6 separate regions of the Mus musculus genome follow, and regions 1, 2, 3, 4 and 5 are each linked to region 6. Evidence: chromatin contacts called from public HiChIP or PLAC-seq and promoter capture Hi-C data. All regions are on one chromosome and are shown on one strand. The core of a region is the stretch at or near the end of the contact, and the rest is flanking DNA. Distances in the headings are between cores, read along the strand shown.

Evidence for each region. Promoter capture Hi-C pulls out the DNA fragments that hold promoters and counts their contacts. HiChIP or PLAC-seq counts read pairs in DNA pulled down with a chosen protein or histone mark. Capture Hi-C pulls out chosen DNA fragments and counts their contacts.
Region 1: a contact with region 6 is called in a promoter capture Hi-C map of hematopoietic stem and progenitor cells. The contact joins the enhancer-like site here to the promoter of Net1 in region 6. A contact is called at or near these places in 5 of 39 promoter capture datasets (the HPC-7 cell line, embryonic stem cells, hematopoietic stem and progenitor cells and 2 more), 1 of 484 Hi-C or Micro-C datasets (uterus), 5 of 115 datasets of contacts at active chromatin or transcription factors (bone marrow-derived macrophages, effector CD8 T cells, embryonic stem cells and 2 more) and 2 of 9 other capture datasets (adipose tissue and liver).
Region 2: a FOXA1 HiChIP or PLAC-seq map of pancreatic cancer cells shows a contact between it and region 6. The contact joins the enhancer-like site here to the promoter of Net1 in region 6. A contact is called at or near these places in 11 of 39 promoter capture datasets (the C10 cell line, the HPC-7 cell line, cranial neural crest and 7 more), 1 of 15 datasets of contacts at CTCF or cohesin (the NIH/3T3 cell line), 1 of 484 Hi-C or Micro-C datasets (cardiomyocytes), 16 of 115 datasets of contacts at active chromatin or transcription factors (astrocytes, bone marrow-derived macrophages, craniofacial prominence and 8 more) and 3 of 9 other capture datasets (adipose tissue, liver and pancreatic islet).
Region 3: an H3K4me3 HiChIP or PLAC-seq map of embryonic limb bud shows a contact between it and region 6, with 3 times the contacts expected there. The contact joins the enhancer-like site here to the promoter of Net1 in region 6. A contact is called at or near these places in 12 of 39 promoter capture datasets (the C10 cell line, the HPC-7 cell line, cranial neural crest and 8 more), 1 of 484 Hi-C or Micro-C datasets (bone marrow-derived macrophages), 6 of 115 datasets of contacts at active chromatin or transcription factors (bone marrow-derived macrophages, embryonic limb bud, embryonic stem cells and 1 more) and 2 of 9 other capture datasets (adipose tissue and pancreatic islet).
Region 4: a contact with region 6 is called in a promoter capture Hi-C map of pancreatic islet. The contact joins the promoter of Akr1c14 here to the promoter of Net1 in region 6. A contact is called at or near these places in 1 of 484 Hi-C or Micro-C datasets (liver) and 1 of 9 other capture datasets (pancreatic islet).
Region 5: a promoter capture Hi-C map of hematopoietic stem and progenitor cells shows a contact between it and region 6. The contact joins the enhancer-like site here to the promoter of Net1 in region 6. A contact is called at or near these places in 9 of 39 promoter capture datasets (3T3-L1-derived adipocytes, the HPC-7 cell line, cranial neural crest and 6 more), 2 of 484 Hi-C or Micro-C datasets (embryonic stem cells and nephron progenitors), 10 of 115 datasets of contacts at active chromatin or transcription factors (acute myeloid leukemia, differentiating embryonic stem cells, embryonic limb bud and 5 more) and 3 of 9 other capture datasets (adipose tissue, embryonic stem cells and liver).

The regions. Positions count from the first base shown.
Region 1 is chr13:3,778,617-3,781,680 of GRCm38.p6, forward strand. No RefSeq gene overlaps it. Among named protein-coding and RNA genes, the nearest start is that of Gm35190, 13 kb to the left of the region's middle. Within about 2 kb of position 1,440, at least 44 of the 459 cell types and tissues checked have an H3K27ac peak or open chromatin away from gene starts, as enhancers often do. A contact at or near this core is called in adipose tissue, bone marrow-derived macrophages, hematopoietic stem and progenitor cells and 2 more, where this site is marked.
Region 2 is chr13:3,699,304-3,702,541 of GRCm38.p6, forward strand. No RefSeq gene overlaps it. Among named protein-coding and RNA genes, the nearest start is that of Gm35190, 66 kb to the right of the region's middle. Within about 2 kb of position 1,593, at least 29 of the 459 cell types and tissues checked have an H3K27ac peak or open chromatin away from gene starts, as enhancers often do. A contact at or near this core is called in pancreatic cancer cells and trophoblast stem cells, where this site is marked.
Region 3 is chr13:3,729,303-3,732,223 of GRCm38.p6, forward strand. The region is part of intron 3 of Gm35190 (a long non-coding RNA gene); the gene reads right to left. Among named protein-coding and RNA genes, the nearest start is that of Gm35190, 37 kb to the right of the region's middle. Within about 2 kb of position 1,544, at least 87 of the 459 cell types and tissues checked have an H3K27ac peak or open chromatin away from gene starts, as enhancers often do. A contact at or near this core is called in adipose tissue and embryonic limb bud, where this site is marked.
Region 4 is chr13:4,058,138-4,061,290 of GRCm38.p6, forward strand. Akr1c14 (aldo-keto reductase family 1, member C14) reads left to right here and starts at 1,454. Exons shown (of 9, transcript NM_134072.2): 1 at 1,454-1,578. The coding sequence starts at 1,495.
Region 5 is chr13:3,749,602-3,752,622 of GRCm38.p6, forward strand. The region is part of intron 3 of Gm35190 (a long non-coding RNA gene); the gene reads right to left. Among named protein-coding and RNA genes, the nearest start is that of Gm35190, 16 kb to the right of the region's middle. Within about 2 kb of position 1,265, at least 97 of the 459 cell types and tissues checked have an H3K27ac peak or open chromatin away from gene starts, as enhancers often do. A contact at or near this core is called in adipose tissue, hematopoietic stem and progenitor cells, intestinal villus epithelium and 1 more, where this site is marked.
Region 6 is chr13:3,916,536-3,919,620 of GRCm38.p6, forward strand. It overlaps Net1 (neuroepithelial cell transforming gene 1), which reads right to left and starts at 1,685. Exons shown (of 12, transcript NM_019671.3): 1 at 1,403-1,685. The coding sequence starts at 1,530.

The DNA.
Region 1 (3,064 bases), core at 190-2,689, 140 kb before region 6:
CCTTTAAACCAAGACTCAGGGAATGCCCAGCTACAGGGGACTTCTTCTGTGGCCCCCGACTCTAGCCAATTCTCAATTTCTAAAACAGTGATTTGTGAGGTCAGGGGAATGAATCAGTCAATGAAGTACTTTTTACGAAAGCCCAAGGACCCATTTTGGATCTCTGGCACTCCTCCAAGAACGTGGGTGTGGTCCCATGGTCTTGTAGTCCTTTTACTGGGAAGGTGAAGATGGAAGGGTCTCTGGGGTTACCTGCTCAGCCAGCCTAGCCTGGGGAGCTATTGAGCTTCAGGCCAGTGAGAGACCCAGACTCAAAAACAATGTGAATGTACTTGAGGTATAACAAACAGAACTGTCTTCTGGATCGGAACATATTCACATATGCCTGGACATGCATCTATGTGAACACACATGCACACACTAAAAATACAATAAAATATTGACTCACATTACTTAAATCTCAGAAGTACTTCTAGCTATGGGATATATGATGTTGGGAAGGTATGACTAAGGATCTGGCCAAAGGCCAAACAGCTAATTACTGGCTGAGTTGGATCTAGAACTAGGTCACTTGCTTCTCTGGTCAAGCTTGAACTGGTTGTCACACACTGTCATCTCTGGTGCTGGCTGTAGATAAGTCTGTTTCTTTCTTTCAGGTCATCTATAATGTGAAAGGATTTTTGTGAAGGCCTGTTTATTCTATGAAATCATTAAGGTCACAGTGCCTCTCTAGGCAGAGATCTCTATGGGACCATGAAAGTCGTGTAGTGCCTCCTCTGTGACACAGGGCATGACAACCTTGTTTTCAGGGTTAGCCCAGTCTTATTGATTTATTCCTCCAGAAAGAATGATGAAATGGTGGCCTTAGAGAGAAATTATGTCCCTACTTCCAAACTTGGTGGTCCTGGGCTGGTAAGGAGGCTCCAAGGACAAAGACACTTGCTGTCAAAACTGATGATCTAAGTCAATCTCTGGATGGAAGGAGAGAACCAACTCCAGAACTGGTACCGATTATCTGGTCTAACCAAATCCAGAGAGCAATGACAACAAAAACAAATGAACAGAAAGATACACATGGTAGCAGCAGGCAGAGGCCTGTGTGTTGACATGGGGGTGGGCCGGTGGCTGTGGGTCCATGAGCAGGGGACTGGGTCCTCACGCAAGTGTTGCTGGGAGGCTCCAGGGATGCAACATTACCCATCAGTCCAGGCCTAGAACTTAGGCTGCTAGAGGGGGAAACAAACATCAGTTACACGTTTCTGCCCTGACTCAGCAATGACGTAGTGAAAGCTTACCAGCCTTTCTCTCTGATTCTATTTCCTTATCTCTTTAAAAACAAAACAAAGCAAAACAAAACAGAACAAAACAGGCCAAGCAGGCCCAGCCTGTATCTGCTTATAAGGGCAGATAGAACAAAAGGGAACAGAGTGATTGTGAAATATCTTTGGGGGCATTGTGTGATGTCAAGTCCGAGAGGTGGCATGATGCCTAGACTCCTTGGTAAGCATGGTTGAAGTGAGACAGGATGAAGGAAAAGGCTCGCTCTGCCCTCCACCATCAAAGGCATGCTACCACGCTGGGCACTCTGCACATAGCATTCTTTTGAAGATATGTTGTTGATCATGACTTTTCCTTTGGGAGTAAGAAAGCCCAGAGTTAAAAGTTAAAATCTTTCCTTCCTTCCTTCCTTCCTTCCTTCCTTCCTTCCTTCCTTCCTTCCTTCCTTCCTTCCTTCCTTCCTCCCTTCCTTCCCTCCCTCCCTCCCTCCCCCTCCCTCCCTCCTTCCCTCCCTCCTGTCTTTTGTAAAACACCCTGTTGAATTATCTTATAATCAATGGCCTATATTATTTTTCTCACTGCTGTGGCAAAATACTTGACAAACCCCCCAAGGAAGGAACCAAGGGTTTATTTACACAGAGTATGAAGAAGTTGGCTTACATCGAATCTGTAGTTAGGAATCAGAGAGAGATGAGCTTAGTTTTCTCCTCTTTATTCAGATTAGAACCTCAGTCTGTGGGATGACATCACCCATATTTAGGGTGAGTCGTCTTATCACATGTCCCCACAGAGGGCTTTCCCTGAAGTGGTTATAGGTCCGGTCCAGTTGACAATGTTTACCTTCAAATAGCCCAAATTAAGAGTTGACAACTCAGCCAAGAAGGCAAAGAGTTGGTCTCATAAAAGTCCATAACGTGATAAATTCCCAAGAGTGAAAGCACACTGGAACCATCACGGGACATGTGACAGTGAGTGGCATCATCACCCCAAGGAGACCCCTCAACTGTCTTTGCTGCCTTTCTTGCTCCTTCTCCCACTCCTATACTCAGTTAATCACTGCTGATGTTACTTTAAAGATTTTTTTCTTCAAACTCTAGGGAAATGGAGGCAAAAGGACGACACATTTCTGGTCAGTATGAGCTACATATGGAGATCATTTCAGAAACCAGAAAAGGCAAATCTGCTGGTGGGAGGGCACGCCATGCAGTGAAGAGGAGACTAGACTATGCTGCATAGCAAAACCCTGTCTCAAACAACAACAGCAGCAACAGCCAGCTACCTCCAATAAAAAGAAAAAAAAGTAAATAAAGATTGTTCCAGTCTTCAGATTTTGTGTCTCTGTTTTGGTACAGGGTCTCATGCAGGTCAGGTTAGATTCAAACTTAATGTGTAGCAGAGGATGACCTGGAATGTTCGATTATAGGCATGTCCCACTATACCTGGTTTGATGTGGTGATGAGTTTAGGGTTCAGAGCTTCATGCATGCTTGTTTACCCATCTAGGCTACACCCCAGCCTAGAGATCTTTTTAAATTGTTTATTTTTATTCTGTGCATATGAATGTCTGCCTGTATACATACATGTGTACCATATGCATGTCCAAATAGGCCAGAAGAGGTCATTGTATCCTTTGAAACCTGAGTTACAGAAAACTGTGAGCTACCATATGGGTGCTAGGACCTGAACTTGGGTCTTCTGTAAGAGCAGTACGTGCGTCTTACTGCTGAGCCATCTCTCTAGCTCCAGCCCTGATATTTTAAAATATGAAATACAAAAAGACATGTCTT
Region 2 (3,238 bases), core at 343-2,842, 220 kb before region 6:
TTTCAGATAAGCTGGTAGCTAAATAAGCCCCAGTGAGCCTCTGGTCTCTACGTTCTTTGGTGCAGGTGCATGGGATCACATCCAGCCCATCGCCAGCTTCGTATGTGGGTGCTGGTATCTGAACTTGAACGTTATGCTTGAGCAGCAAACACCCTTAGCTGCTGAGCCACCTCTCCAGCTCCCACACTCCTGTTCTCCTTTCTCCCTGACTTCCTCTCTTTAGGCCAACCTCAGAGGAATCTTTTCATCAGAGACAGGTCCTTCTCCCCTCAAGTTTGTCCAAGTCAAATGCTCTCCCCCGCTCTACCTCCTGTTTCTCTCAAGTGCTCTGGGCTTTAGATATCAAAAGCTAGGAAAACATGGAGGCTATTTCCACTTGCTGCCTCCCTTGGGATTGAATGAGTTGATTGATAATGAGCGTGCCTGACAATCACCAAAGTACCCCATAAAGGCTACTTACTGTTCATATTCCGCTTATTTCTAATTAAGGCTTTTGAGATACGACAGGGCCCCTTTCAGTGACTGTCTGAAGCTGTCTGTCAGCACTCCTGGGAAGACACAGAAGCATCCTCCTATACCTACCTCCTCCTTAGGAGCTCTGAGGTTGCATAATAGGTTGGTGGTAGATTCCTTGTGGAGTCTCAGTGTGAGAGTGTCTTTTGAAGAAGAGCCCTTGAGTTTAAGATTCTTGGCTTTATATAAATTGTTTAGCTTTTGCTCAGACCCCCTTTCCTCTGGGATGGGCACATAGGCTTTCTTCCCTTAGCTTCCGTTCTCCTCCAGTGACTTATTCCTTGCCCCAAGAGTTTTCAATGGCATTACATAGTATATGTCCTTCCTTATCTAGAACTTGGTTCTCTCTCGGGAGCTCTCTGTCATTTCCGTGGGATACATGGACCATGATAAGCACACATTGTGGACTGTCAGACATGGAATGATGTGTGTGAAATTGAGTAGCTTGCAGGTAGTGTATGGTTGTGTGTGTGTGTACATTGATGGCCCTCTATCGACATGCATTTCACAGACAGAAAGGCACAGCATAGAAGATTCTTCTTTCTCTTTTTTAAGGTTATAAGGCCTTTGAGAAGTAAGTCTAGAAGACATATGTTATCTGAACACCTAAGTTTTTTTGATGGTAAACTCTCTCTCTTTCTACACACACACACACACACACACACACACACACACACATATTTAATGTGTGATGTAATGGTTGACTGTGTAGCTTGGACAAAGCTACTTTTGCACTATGCACCATGCTGATGTGTTCTTGTATAGGGGATGAGAAGTATGATCAACGTCCCCTGCACCCTACAGCTAGACACTGAGCTATGGTGAGTCTGGGTAGCATAATTCTCCAATTCCGCTGGAGCTGAAATTAGAGCTCGATGTATTTTTTATAAAGAATAGGATTAGGACTCAGCTCCAGCCTGGGCTTCCTGTACAAGCCTCAGTACTTGTGAGTCAAGAAAGCCATCGTACATAACAACTCAGAAAAAACAAAGCACACCAACCCCTGGGTTGTCTGGTCAGGAGCAGACTTATAGGAGGTGAGTTAGAGGTGAGTCAAGAGCCTTCAAAGGAGGAAGTGACTTGTCAGGGTAAATTTCCTGGCAAGTGAGCCTGTCAATCATTAGCAGAAATCCAAAGAGCAAGAAAGGACTTTGCAAATTCCCAGTTGCAACTTCCTCTTCTCTACAGGCTCCATAGAACGATCAACGCCTGTGAGCTACCTCCAGAAGGCTCAAATGTACTTGTACAGTGTTAAGCCATCCTGTACGGCTCAGGAATTTCATGCAGCACTGAAGTCTGTATCTCACATGCTGTTAGGGTTCCCTGTTCTACAGTATCACCAGTTAAGTCTTTTCTCCTTAAGGGGGTCTGTCATGAAGACTGGTATTGCAGTGGAGGGGCTGGAGTTCTTACAGTATCATTAAATTGCTTCCACAGTGTTTTCACGAAGTTGTTTAGAACCCAAATTCGGTTCTTCTCCCAACGGTGCTTGTGATCTCATTTATGGTTATCATTGATCTTAAATTCTGGGGAGACCCGGCCCTTTCTAACTAGAGTTCGGGGATTATACAGCATCCTCTTCTACTCAGGTAAAATGATTTCCTGCTTCCTTCTCCTGAAAGCTTGAATTATAACTGCCCACTATCACAGTCAGTTTATGTGATGTTGGGGATTGGCAGGCACTCTACTGTGTAAATCCCAGATCCCAAACTTTATATTCTGATGATTCTATTTCTATACTTCATAAAAGTGCCAAGAATTTCTCAGAGTTAGAGACTAATGGGAAGTCAGATAACCACTGACCTGACCTTCAAACCAAGGCTGAATATGGATTCAACATTTAAGAGCACAGAACCAATTCAGGGAAGAATAAGCAAACTATGCTTGGGTGGTCCAACGTGTTGTATAAACCTTTCTGTGAGTAGCTAAGGCAATATGTCTCCTCCAGAAGCCAATAACCCTCTTGCAATCAGCCCAGAGAAATACAATTTAGCTGAAGCACAAGTCTTCAAAACAGTAAGTTATGAATATGTTCAAGAACCCCTAAGAGGATGTGAATAAACTCCCTGATGAAGACTGCAAACACGAACAGATGAAAGAATGAAAACACTTCAAGACATGAAAATAGAAATAGAAACACTTAAAAAACTGAAATAAAACTGGAAAGGAGAAGCGTACCATGTCAAACAAAACCCCAGAAGTAAGCCTCACCAATGAATTACAAGATGTGGAAGAAATAAATTTCAGACCTTGAAGACAAGGTAGAAGAAATGGATAGCTCAGTCAAAGAAAATGCCAACTTTAAGAAAACTTCAGGCACAAAGCATCCAGCAAATCTGGGATACCAAGAGGACCAAACCTGTGAATAATAGGGAAAAAGGAAGGAGAAGAAACCCAGCACAACAGTACAGAAAATATTTTTCATAAAATTATAAAAGAAAATTTATACATAGTAAGGTATAAGAAGCATACAAACACCAAATACACAAGATCAGAAAAAAGTCTCCTTGGCATATACTTATCAAAACATTAAATGTACAGAACAAAGAAAGAATATTAAAAGATGCAAGAGAAGATTACAAGTAAGATATAAAGGCAGACATAATAGCATTACACCTGACTTCTCAGTGGAGACTTTGAAAGCCAGAAGGGTCTGGATCAATATTCTACAAATTCTGAGGGACCATGGATACCAGATCAGACTAAAACAACCAGCAAAATAATC
Region 3 (2,921 bases), core at 294-2,793, 190 kb before region 6:
GCACACTTGGAGGATTCCCAGCTCCTAGGAAAAACATGAAGGGTGCAGATAATAGCTAACCAAGGACTTAGGCGTATTACAGTTGTATCTGTTTCCCAAGCTATGAGGTCCTACTAACTTATACTCACTTAAGACAATTTCCACTTAGCCAGGTTCTCCTATGGTAGTCTCAGTCCATTTTCCTAACTTGATAAGGTGGGGATTTTGTTTCTTAAATATCGGTAGCGTTATCTGAAGTAGATTCACTCTCCATTTAGGCCATCTCCAAATGAGGTCATCTCTGGATGGGATCATCTCTGGATGGGGTCATTTACAGATGGGTCATCTACACACGGGGTCATCATCTATAGATGGGGTCATCTACAGACAGGGTCATCTCCGGATGAGGTCATCTATAGATCTGATCAGAGTGATTTCATTCTAGTCACTAAAAAAGTGAAAGAATGTAACGACTAAATGGTGAGCTCTGGGCCTGGGGAGGTAGGTGACTTAGTAAAGCACCAGACATGCTAGCATGGAGGCCAAGTTCAGATCACCAGCATCCACAGAGAAGTCAGGAGTGGTCCATGAATCTGTAACCCCAGCACTTAGAAGACAGAGACAAGAGGATCTCTGGAGCTTGTTGGCTAGCCTTAGCCTGACTAACTCAGTGAATTCCATGTTTAGTGAGAGACCTTGTCTCCAATCAGTGAGAGACCTTGTCTCAAAAAAAAAAAAATTGAGGAAGATAGAAATGTTGACCTCTGTTCACATGTGTATATACATGAAGACACACAGACATGCACCACAGACATACACACAGGCACACACAGACACATAGGCACACATACAGAAACAAACACACACAGATATACATAGATATACACAGACACACACAGACACACACATTGACACAGACACACACACACACACACACACACACAGACACACACACACACACACACACACACACACACACACACACACAAGGTGAGGAAAGGGATGGCCACAGACTTTAGTCTTTGTTATGTAATCCCACAGACACAGCACCATGTAACTATCATCACCCTTTCCCAGGAAGGTTGTGACAGAGAGTTTCTATATTGAGTCACACTGCCATCAGCTTCTGTGTCCCCCTCCCCACCTCTCCTCCCAAATCTTGCTCCCTCCCCTTCTTTTATGAGCTGCGGGGAGTGTCCTCAGAACAGGTCCTGAAACCAGAGCTGTTTGGCCAGCATTCCACCCATTGTCCTCAGCACTGGCAGAGCAGAAAAAACCTGCCTGAGATTCTCATTACAGTGCCTGCTTCGGGAGGCCAAGAGCCAGCTGCAGTAGTTTCCAGGGCAACCAACATTGTAGAAAAAGGTCACAAAAAAAAGCCTAGAGGCTCTTGACCCGGCCTTTAAGAGTCAAGGAGTTGAAGGGAGGGCCAGAGATTGTTGTGAGCAAAGGTGGCTGTTCAGTAGTGATTGTTCCAAATGTCAGCTGAGAATCAGAGCTGCACCCTCTAGGCCTGGCAGCTCCCCAGCATAGCGTCCCTGCTGTAGATCACTGGCTTGATCCTCTGTGTGTCTCCATCACCAGGGGTCCCCTTGGTCCTGCAAAGTCCTTTGTATTTTGTGTGTTATGTACTGACACTCTGCTAACTAATTGTATTTCAATTGCTCACCCCTTTCTCCCAGCCTCTGTTGGAATTTCTTTTCTTATCCTTTCCCAAACGTGAGGAAATTAGTGTCTGAGGGCTCAATAAACTACCGTATAATGAAAAGAAACTCTGAGGTAGTTTTGATGGCAGATCCATCAGTTAAGAAGCAGAGGCAAGCTTGTCCTCTCCTGACCACTGTAGTGAGTCACTGAGCAACTTTTGCTGCGACCTTAACTTTCCTGGCAGGTGTAAAGACATTCTGAAAAAGACTGGCAGACTTCTGAAACAGCAGTCCCCAAGGAACTAGAATTTCCCCTAGTAAATTTCCTGGGATCTTATGGTAAGAGAGGGAAAGGTAGAAGCTTGGTGGCAACCAGAAGAGGAGCTTGTCTCTCAGAAACAGATTTGACTTGGTTCCATCCTGAGCGAAAGCCTGGAGCTGAGACACTGATGGGTCAGAGACAGATGATACCACAAATGGACTAGGATTGCGTATGCAGCCTTCTTACCCTCTATTTAAACCTAAACCTCATCTCAGGATTCTAAAGGTGGACTCAAGGGTACCATTCAAGCCTCTCCTTGTTTGTCTGCTTAATTAGCAAATTGGAGATAGGTGGACAAGCTAGCTTGTTTGGGCAGCCAAGGCTCATGATCTGACTTTAGTAATTCTGGTGAATCAGAGCAGGGATTAATTTCTTTCAAAGGTGTTGAAATTCATGGTTAAGCTTAACTTTTCTCCATGTTGTTTTATTCAAGCTCCATCTAGCAGCTCAAGAAGCCGGCCATAGCGCTGACCCTTGCTACTGCTCTTCGAGAGGAAGTTCTTTCTTCCTTTAGATTCTTTCTGCTTTTAGATACTCCAGTAACTTACTTGCCTGAGCTTAAGGCATGCCTTCTTGGAAGCAGTGTGTCTTATTCCTACCCAATCTGTAAGCATGTTTCTAACCTGTTAAAGTAGCAATATCCCAACTCTAACTTTCCTTAAATGTCCTAATTAAGACATGACTTAGAAACATGTGTTTAGAATATAATATTCTAAACCTCAGCTTAGAGACACTGGATAAAACTGAGCAGAAGCCAGGCGTGGAAGGTAGCACACACCTTTAATCCCAGAACTTGGGAGGCAGAGGCAGGTGGATTTCTGAGTTCGAGGCCAGCCTGGTCTACAGAGTGAGTTCCAGGACAGCCAGGGCTACACAGAGAAACCCTGTCTCAAAAAACCAAAAATCAAACAAACAAACAAAAAAAACCAAACCAAACCAACCAACCAAAACAAAACAAAAAACAGAACTGAGCA
Region 4 (3,153 bases), core at 204-2,703, 140 kb after region 6:
TTCTTGTGAACCAGTCTCCTAATGAATAAAGGAGCCAATCACTGGGCAAGTAGGAGGGACTTCTGGGTTGGATGGACAAAAATAGGTGGCAGGAGAGAGTTAGACCCTCTTTGGAATGGGACAGCAGACAGGTAAGATGTAGTTGCTAGAGTTTCTGGTATCATGGCAAATTTGCAAGGAATTGGATTTTTTAAAAAAAAAATGTATTTATTATTATAAATAAGTACAGTGTAGCTGTCTTCAGGTGCACCAGAAGAGGGCATCAGATCTCGTTACAGGTGGTTGTGAGCCACCATGTGGTTGCTGTGATTTTAACACTGAGCCTTCTGAAGAACAGTCAGTGCTCTTATCTCAGCCAGTAATTGGATTTTACTTTTTTTTTTTTTTTTTTTTTTTTTTTTAGTTTTTCGAGACAGGGTTTCTCTGTGTAGCCTTGGCTGTCCTGGAACTCACTCTGTAAACCAGGCTGGCTAGTTTACAAGATTAGGTTTTAGTTGTTGCACCCAGAGATTGAGTTACCATTGTTTCTGAACTGAGTTTGTGTTGCGTTTTCCTTCACTCGGTGGCTCATATGGGTTCAAGAAAGGTATGGTGGCAAAGCATGGGATTGCCAGATGTGCACCACAAAGGCATGGGGGATTTGAAGCACGGGGTTGGCGTGGTAGCAACTGCCAGTGGGAACCCGAGAGCTGGGTGGAGAGATTGTGGAGTTTTGAGTCAGTCTCCACAAGATAGAAACAGGCTGGCTGTTGCCCACCAGTGCATGGTCAGCCAGGCCGCTGGGGCAGAGGCACAAGAGTAGGAACGTGCCAGTTCATTTTTTAAATATTTCCTGCAACAGAGCTTTATTTAGGACAGACAAAATCATATCATTTGCACCAAAACGAATGGACTAGGTGAAAATCATCTTGTTAAACATAAAATCCCCAACTCAGAAAGGCAAATAGCTTGTGTGTTCCCCACAGATGGTGTTTGGTTTTTGAAAAAAGACATAAAAGGAGAAGAGACTATTTAGGGGGCCAGAGAGGGAACAGGAGGGGCAGTGGGTAAGCTTGATCAAGAAACATTGTGTCTGGGTGGAAATGTCACAATGAGACTTTTACTGTTTAGAAAGTAAAGAAGAGATACTCTTTTCAAATGAAAACCAGAGCCCAGTAGCTGAAGTTACTTTCTAGGTAACCTGTGATTGATTGCTGTCCATCAGTTTCCCCTTAACAATTTACACAATTAAGCATGGACTGTGAACAGAACCTTTTCTTCTACAAGAAATTCATGGTTTCATTTTCATGCTTTCTTGATTTATTGGAGTTCACTCTCATACACATGCAGACAGCCTCCAGTTTTTGTCTCTGGACTATTGCTTTAAGCTGGCTCCTCCCACATGCCATTGTTTAACTTTCCAGGAGATATTTAAGGAGCTGTAGCAATTTTCCTGGCGTTTATCCTGTGAAAACAGAAGTCTCAAGACCTGCGTGGTTGCATGAGTAACAAGCTATGAATTCTGTATCCCCACGTGTGGTACTAAACGATGGTCACTTCATCCCTGCACTGGGGTTTGGAACCACTGTGCCCGATAAGGTAAGAGTTGTGTCTTGGGCTTAAGAGTTTATAGGAGAAGAGATCAAGGATGTGCTTTTAGATTTGCTCCTGTTTGCTTCAGGCTCACATTAGACATCAGGTCTGCAGATTACAGCTATTCATGTGTAATAGAGGAGTCAGACTTGTTACTGTTCCTTGGAGACTTATCATGTGGACAATATTGTTTATTCTGGGCTCTGCTCTGTTTCTCCTTTAGTTTCAGTCTATTTTACAGTAAATGAAAACCAATCAGTACTACTGCTGTGCTTTGAATTGATTACAAAAGGATTAGTGACATGGATTTTTTTTTCTTTCTGTGCTTCAAATAACTATTCCTCTCAGAAGCCAGAAAACAAATTTGTAGTAGAACTTATTGGAGTTTATGACAAATGATCAGACAAAGAGCAGAGTCTGAGTCCACAGCACAAACTTCAGACCTGCACTGAAGTAGAATTTCTTTCCTACTTTCACTTTAGAAGCATTTACCTAAAAAGAAAATAGAACACTATTTTTGGGGTTAATTATAATTTAACAAAGCAACTCTAAATCCTTGCTCCATGATCCCATTCATGACATTTGAATCAAAATACAACAGGAGGTTTTCCTGGGGAAATGTTTTCATTCTGATCTCATCCTCTGGTTACTTACTCAGTGCGTGGCAAAGACTGGCACTGCAAGCTTAAGTCGCAATTTTCTCATGCAGAAGACATGATCATAGAGATACTTTGACCTCTTCTGATAAGAATTTTTACTTAGCATGCATGCTTGAAAGAGAGGTAAGGAGCAAAGATATCACAGCAGCTCTAGTTTCAGTAAATCTGTAGGAGTCAGTACAGTTTAGAGAAGGGCAGGGCTGCGTTGTGTAAACTGGAACTCAGTGTTTGAGCTCAGTGGTTAAGAGCACTGGCTCCTGTGGCAGAGGAACTAGGTTCAAGTCCTGGCACCCTCATGGTGGCTTACAACTGTCTGTAATTCCAGGTCCAGGAGATTCAAAATCCTCTTCTTGTCTCTGCTGACACCAGGCAACATAGACATGCAGGCTGGCAAAACACTTAAGATAAAATAGTGTTTTTAAATGGAAAACTAAATTATACTATTTTACGTAGATTGAATACATTAGAGAAAACAATTCCTGAAACATTTTGTCGGGCCTTTGATGAATTGAGTCTGATTGGTCCCTGGGCTCACAGGGCAGAAGAGAAAAGGTACACACAGGACTTCCTTAGATATTCAGATCACACACAAAAACATGCTCTCTCTCTCTCTCTCTCTCTCTCTCTCATGTGCATGTGCACAAATAACAAAAATAGAAAAATTAGAAAAATTTTATAACTCATCTTCATTCTTGTTATTGTCTTTGTTGGTAAGATGAATCAGATCCAGGTAGTATTTAAAGCAGACTCATTTTTGTTTTACTTTCCACAAGTCAAATTTCTTAAAGTTATGGAACATACATGTAAATTAGGCATATAGAACAATATCTAAGTACTGAATTTTTACTTTGAACTGAAAACAACAATTTCAACAACAAAAAGCGATGGTGAAGTTAAAACTGCCTCACCAAACCCAAGAGTA
Region 5 (3,021 bases), core at 15-2,514, 170 kb before region 6:
CAGCTCTCTAGGCCTCCTTATGACCTGCTGTAAGCAGACCCTAGAAGGCCACACTCAGATCTGGACTCCTTCTAGCCTGTGTTTCTGGTTCTGTTATATGTGATACACACATCGAGGTGAGCCAAACTTGGTCTCGTGTCACTGTGTCCTGTCCAGGGCACTCAGTGGTAGTGGGAGGAAGTATGCCCCAGTGGCTTCAAAGTGGGGACACACCCTTTCCTCCAAGCCCAGCCAGCTGTGTGATGCTGCCATGTGACATAGCACTGGGCACACCATGTCAGAGCTCGATGTAGGAACAATGTGACCTCCCTTCCCTTGGACCTTTGTGTCCATGGCAGGGAACAACCTCTCTCAAAGGTGGCCCTTGTCCTGTAAAGCTTGACTGCCTATGTGCCATGTCATGCCCCTCCTTGGAGCCTTTCTTCTTACTGTGGCTCCCAGATAGGGCTCTGTTGTTCATCTGACTCTTTCCAGCCTCCACCCCCACCTCCCCTGGGCTCTTGGCTGAGATTCCACACTTGGCTTATCTTCAGATGGATATATGGGCCTCTTAAAAACACCTGCTTCTGTTCACATTTTAATGAAGGTTCAGGATGAAGCCTGGAAGTCTGTTTGCCTGGAGGTTTCTCTGGAGATTTCAGCAACAACCCAGACTCAAACCCAGTACCGTACAGTACAACCCTATCCTGGGACCCTGTATCTGTTTTCTAGGGCTACACTTCTCTGGTGATAATTTTAAAGGCTAGGTATTCTCTACATAGCAAAGGAAAAACTTGAGTTTTTGGTAGTCCTGCCATGACCATCCAAGTGCTAAGATCACAGGAGTGTGCCACCATACCCAGTTTATGCAGGCCTGGGGATCAGAACCCAGGCCTCCTACACTCCAGGCAGGCACTCTACCAACTGAACTACATATCAAGTCCTAACTTGAATTTGAATGCAGGCTTCATGAGTGTGTGTGTGTGTGTGTGTGTGTGTGTGTGTGTGTAAAACTATTAACCTTCACATGTTTTCTTAAGCAAGATTATTACCAGGTTTAAAGAAGATAATAGATATAGAATGCTCAGAAAAAGACCCATGTGTACTCAAAGCTCAAGAAATGTTAGCCACTGTGATGATTAGATTGTTGTCCCAAGAATGTGGAATTACAAGGATTTGGGACCGTTTGTACTGGTGGTCAAGATGTGGAGTTCAGAACACAGGGCTCTGTGGAGAAAAACACATTTGTGGTTGAGGTCACAAGCCAGGGACTGAGGCCACAAGCCTGGGATCCAGGCCAGGTCCTGGCAGCAGCCACTCACTTGCTGAGTGACCTGAGCAATGCATTTGACCCCTCAGGGCTCCCATTTCCTCCTCTGCACAACCAAGATTAAGTCCTTTCTTGTTTACTTCACACTTGGTTGCAAGAATAGAACCAAGAGGGTAATGGTTCTCCTTATCTTGCCTTTGCTATAACCCAAGGTGGCCAGGGGAGACATGCCCAGGCAGGAGTGAGCATGGACCTGTACTTCTGGAGTGCTCTTAAAGGAGACTCAAGAATGTTCATATGAAGAGAGTTGGGGGAAAAGGGCAACCACCACGAGGGCTGATCACTCTTCATTCTTTCTTCAGCCCCTTCCTTTCTGAAATTTTGCATTATTATGATTTCTCTCCCCTTCTTCCTCATCCTCCCCCCTCCTCTTCACTAAGGTTCATATGTGGCTCAGACTGGCCTCAAATTTGCTATGTAACTGAGGATAACCTTCAACTCTGGATCCTTTTGCCTGCACCTCTAAAGTGTTGAGATTACAGGTACATGCCACTGTGCTGGGTATATATGGTGATGGAGATCAAGCCTAGAGGTCCTGAATGCTGGGCAAACACTTCACTGAGTGAACTACATTCCTCAACTCATTTTTCACACACTGGGGTTTTTTTTCTGTTTAAACTTGGTATTTTACTGTTTCTATTGCTCTGACAAAACACCATGACCGAAGGGCAAGTTGGAAAGGAAAGGGCTTATTAAGCTTATACTTCCACATTGTTGTTCGTCACTAAAGGAAATCAGGACAGGAACTCAAAAGGGGCTGAATTCTGTAGGCAGGAGGTGATGCAGAGGCAGACCATGGATAGGTGCTAGTTACTGACTTGCTTTCCATGGCTTGCTCAGCCTGCTTTCTTATAGAACCCAGGACCACCACCCACCATGGCCTGGGCCCTCCCCTATTGATCACTAATTGAGAGGATGCCTTACAGCTGGATCTCATGGAGGTGTTTTTTCAACTGAGGCTTCTTACTCTTTGATGACTCCTAACTTGTGTCAAGTTGACACACAAAAGTTGTCACTACACTTAGTTAGAGTTCATATAAACACATCCCAAGGAACCCTCTGAGAGTCACAGAAGTGATGGAATGGGGCACATTTTGCAGGGGCTGAGGATCTGCTTGAGGAGAGGGAGGCAAAACAAGAAAAAGTGGGCTTTTCTGTACAATCCTACTTGATTTCAAATATGATTAAGTACATAAAATCTACTGTATAAACAACCAATGACATGACTCTGTAGTATAGTTAAGGGGAAGGTTTTTATTGTAAATGTGTGTGTGTGTGTGTGTGTGTGTGTGTGAGAGAGAGAGAGAGAGAGAGAGAGAGAGAGAGAGAGAGAGAAACAGCCACAGGCATCTGGACTCTTCCAGGGCAGAGGAAGAAAGTAGTAGACTGAGTATGACTAGCTGACTGGGAGATGACCTGGGCTAACTGCAAGAGATGGGAGATTGTCAGGGGATAGAGAATAGAACAAACGGAGCGAAGCAGGAGCAGACCAGAGAGAACATAGCAGGAATAGTGGGGTTATAAGGAAGATGAATAGCTGAGGGGAGAGAAGCCTATGAGCTAGAGGGAGCAGAGGGCAGGGGAGGAAGAGAGAAGTGATAGGATGCTAGCGTGGACTTTGAAACATGTAATGAGTACTTATGATCCTGAAGGAACCTGGAAGTCAGCGTGATATGCTAATAGCTAGCCTTGTGTCACATTGCCAGAGGTAT
Region 6 (3,085 bases), core at 435-2,934:
AATCAGTACTAACTGAAAGAATCTAGCTCTTTATAGAGTTACTTAATACAATGGGTTTGCCCATGCCTTGATAATGAAAGTAAGGTGTTTGCTTTTTCCTCAAAACCATTTGTCATGATTAGATTATAAGCTATATAAAAGATTAATTTAACATCCTATCAAATGACCTGGGCGTCGAGGTTCACACTGCAATCCGAGAACAGGGGGAGGCTAAGGAAGAAAGACCAGTTTTTAGGCAGAACGGTTTGGAGCCTGCTTGGTGACAATTCCTCTTCTCACCAATAGTCCTATGGATGTAAGACCACCTACAGTCCACCAGTTTCCATGGAGAACAGCTCTGGTACAGAAGTACAATATGAGTTTGTGGCCAGCGTCTCTACACAGGTAGTGAGTTCTGGGGTAACCAAGTTACACAGTGAGAACTTGTCTCAGAAACAAAACCAAAAAAACCCTGAAATCATGTCAAGTGGACCATGGGGATGTCTGAAAAGATGGAGCAGACACAGCACTGTTACTTTAACAGATTTAAAACTGACAGACAAGATTTCTGCCGAGTTTTCTGCCGAGGCCCATGATAAGTACTGATGTTCACACAGTGCCTTATATGAGGCAGACACTATCATAAACTCACTATGTAGACGTAGATTTGAACAAAGTTACATACTTTGTAACTCAATGTCTAACGTTATAATGGGAAACCATTGCATTCAGTACTTTGAGACCATTTCTCATATTTCGAAGGGCAAAAGAATGACAGAGTAGTCCAGACAAATGCCATTTCAATTTCCTATTTAATAAAAATATTATGACTCCCACAGCCTCTCTTCCAGACACAGATTTCTGAAATCAACCTAGTGTTTGCCTTTCCCAGACACATAGAAATGAAGATACAACACAGAATGTGAAAATGTGCTAATAACTGAAAAGCCAGAAAGAGTCTTTCTCTGATCTCTTCATTCCAGGAGCCTGTCCTGTTCTGGTCTGCAAAGGACATTTCATTTGAACAGCCGCTTTTAGGCTGAAAGGGTTGGTATCTGTTCAGGTGACAATTCCTCTTCTCATCACAGGGTCCACGACAGTCTTGATCTGAGCGCCTGCATCCACAACTAGTTTCTGGTAGAGAACAGCTCTGGTGCAGATGTACGGTTCCCCAGGGACGGGGTTAAAGGAGATTGTCAACAAGTCCAACGAGTCCACCCCTTCTACGCAGGGCCGAGCAGTCGCTGTGCAGCCCTCGGTGCAGCCCGCCGGGCAGCGCACTCTCCTCCCGCGGCATTTCTGCCCGGCCTTCCCCAACCTCCCCTACTGCACTGCCAGTCCTTGGTCACCCACCGTCCAGTCCATCCCGTCCTGAGTCTCCAGACTCGGTCCCCGGCTCTCACCCACCTCCCGCCACCCTCACCTCTCGTTCGCCGCCGGCCCGGGTGTGTCGGCCGGAAGCCCCGCGGCAGGTTCCTCGCTGAGCATTGAGACCCTGCGGCTTCTCCTCCGAGGTCGGGGCTGCTTCTGAGCCGCCGGCTCTGGCTCCATGTCCGGAGAAGGGGGGTTGGTGGGGCGGTGGCCCAGTGCCCAGGAGACCGATCGTGGCGGGCACAATGCCCGCCAGCTTCTGCGAGGCAGCAAGTCGCCTTCTAGCAGAGAGCGGCTACCGCCGTCATCCGGGGATTTGAAAATGGCGGCTGCCCAGAGATCGGCCAATCAGAGAGTGGGAAGCGGTTGCTAGGCTACGTGGAGTCCCGCCCTAATCAGAAGACTTCATACCAAACTTTTAGGAGCTCCAGTGACAAAGGGAAAGTGGTAAGGTGAAAGTTAGGAATTTGGGGATTTATTTTAACTACACACCTTACTCCTGAAAGGCAGTCTCTATTCACTAGAACTTTCACTTGCAGGGCAGGAAAATGGATCGGAAGCTGTTTATCATTTGTTGTTGTTTAGCGTTAGACAGGATGAAGGTATTGACCCCAAAGCAAGAGGCAGTTGGACGTATAAACACTAAGTTATACATGTGGAATATATTCCCAATTGCCAAAGACAATACTTTGTTCTCCAGGATGTCTCTAGAGAACCAGTGAAATCTAGTTATGTACTCCTGTCTTTCAGTAAGTAGGACACAGTCGCTTTACCGAATGGAAAGGGCTGCTTTCTCTGCTTGCAAGACTGCAAAACGTGCAGCATGAAACAAGGGACCCTGCTCAGGTTATTATGTGAAGATTGGTAAATAAAAACGTTCTCTGATTTTAAATATCGCTAATGGTCTTAAATGTAGTCTCTCTTGTATACAGGGAGATATTAATGATGTTGTGTATAATAGAAAAATTAAAGGCAATCTAAATGAATGACTGGGAGATGTCTAAATATAACTGATTAACTGTGAAGACTGCATTCAGCCGATAAAGAAATGGTCTTCTTCAGGGAATACCATTGGTTAGCCAATACTAACAGCTAGCCCTGAAAACATACAAATAACATCATACAGACTGAGCTGGCTGTATTTGTGTATTTAGGAACATATATGTATAACATATTGTTACATATTGACTATGTAACAATAATTAATAAAAAGAGTCCATGAATGTGAAAGATAGCAAGAAGGGGTATAGGAGAGAGTTGGGAAGGAGAAAAGAGAAGGGAGAAAATGGTGTGATTATATTATAATCTTGAAAATAAAAGAAAATTAAAAATAAGAGGTATATAGTAAAACAAAACATTGTGATTTTAACTGAAAGCATAAAATATGAAATATAGAACAATGATGGCTAGTTTTATGTCAATTTAGAAAAATTCTGTTTTAGGGTTTTACTGCTGTGAACAGACACCATGAAAGAGACAGCCCTTATAAGGACAATATTTAATTGGGGCTGGAATACAGATTCAGTCCATTATCATCAAGGCAGGAACATGGCAGCATCCAGGCAGGCATGGTACAGGAAGAGCTGAGAGTTCTATATCTTCATCTGAAGGCTGCTAGCAGAATACTGGCTTCCAGGCAGATAGAACAAGGGTATTCAAGCTCACACCCACAGTGACACACTTACTCCAACAAGGCCATGCCTCCAAACAGTGCCACTCCCTGGGCCAAGCATAT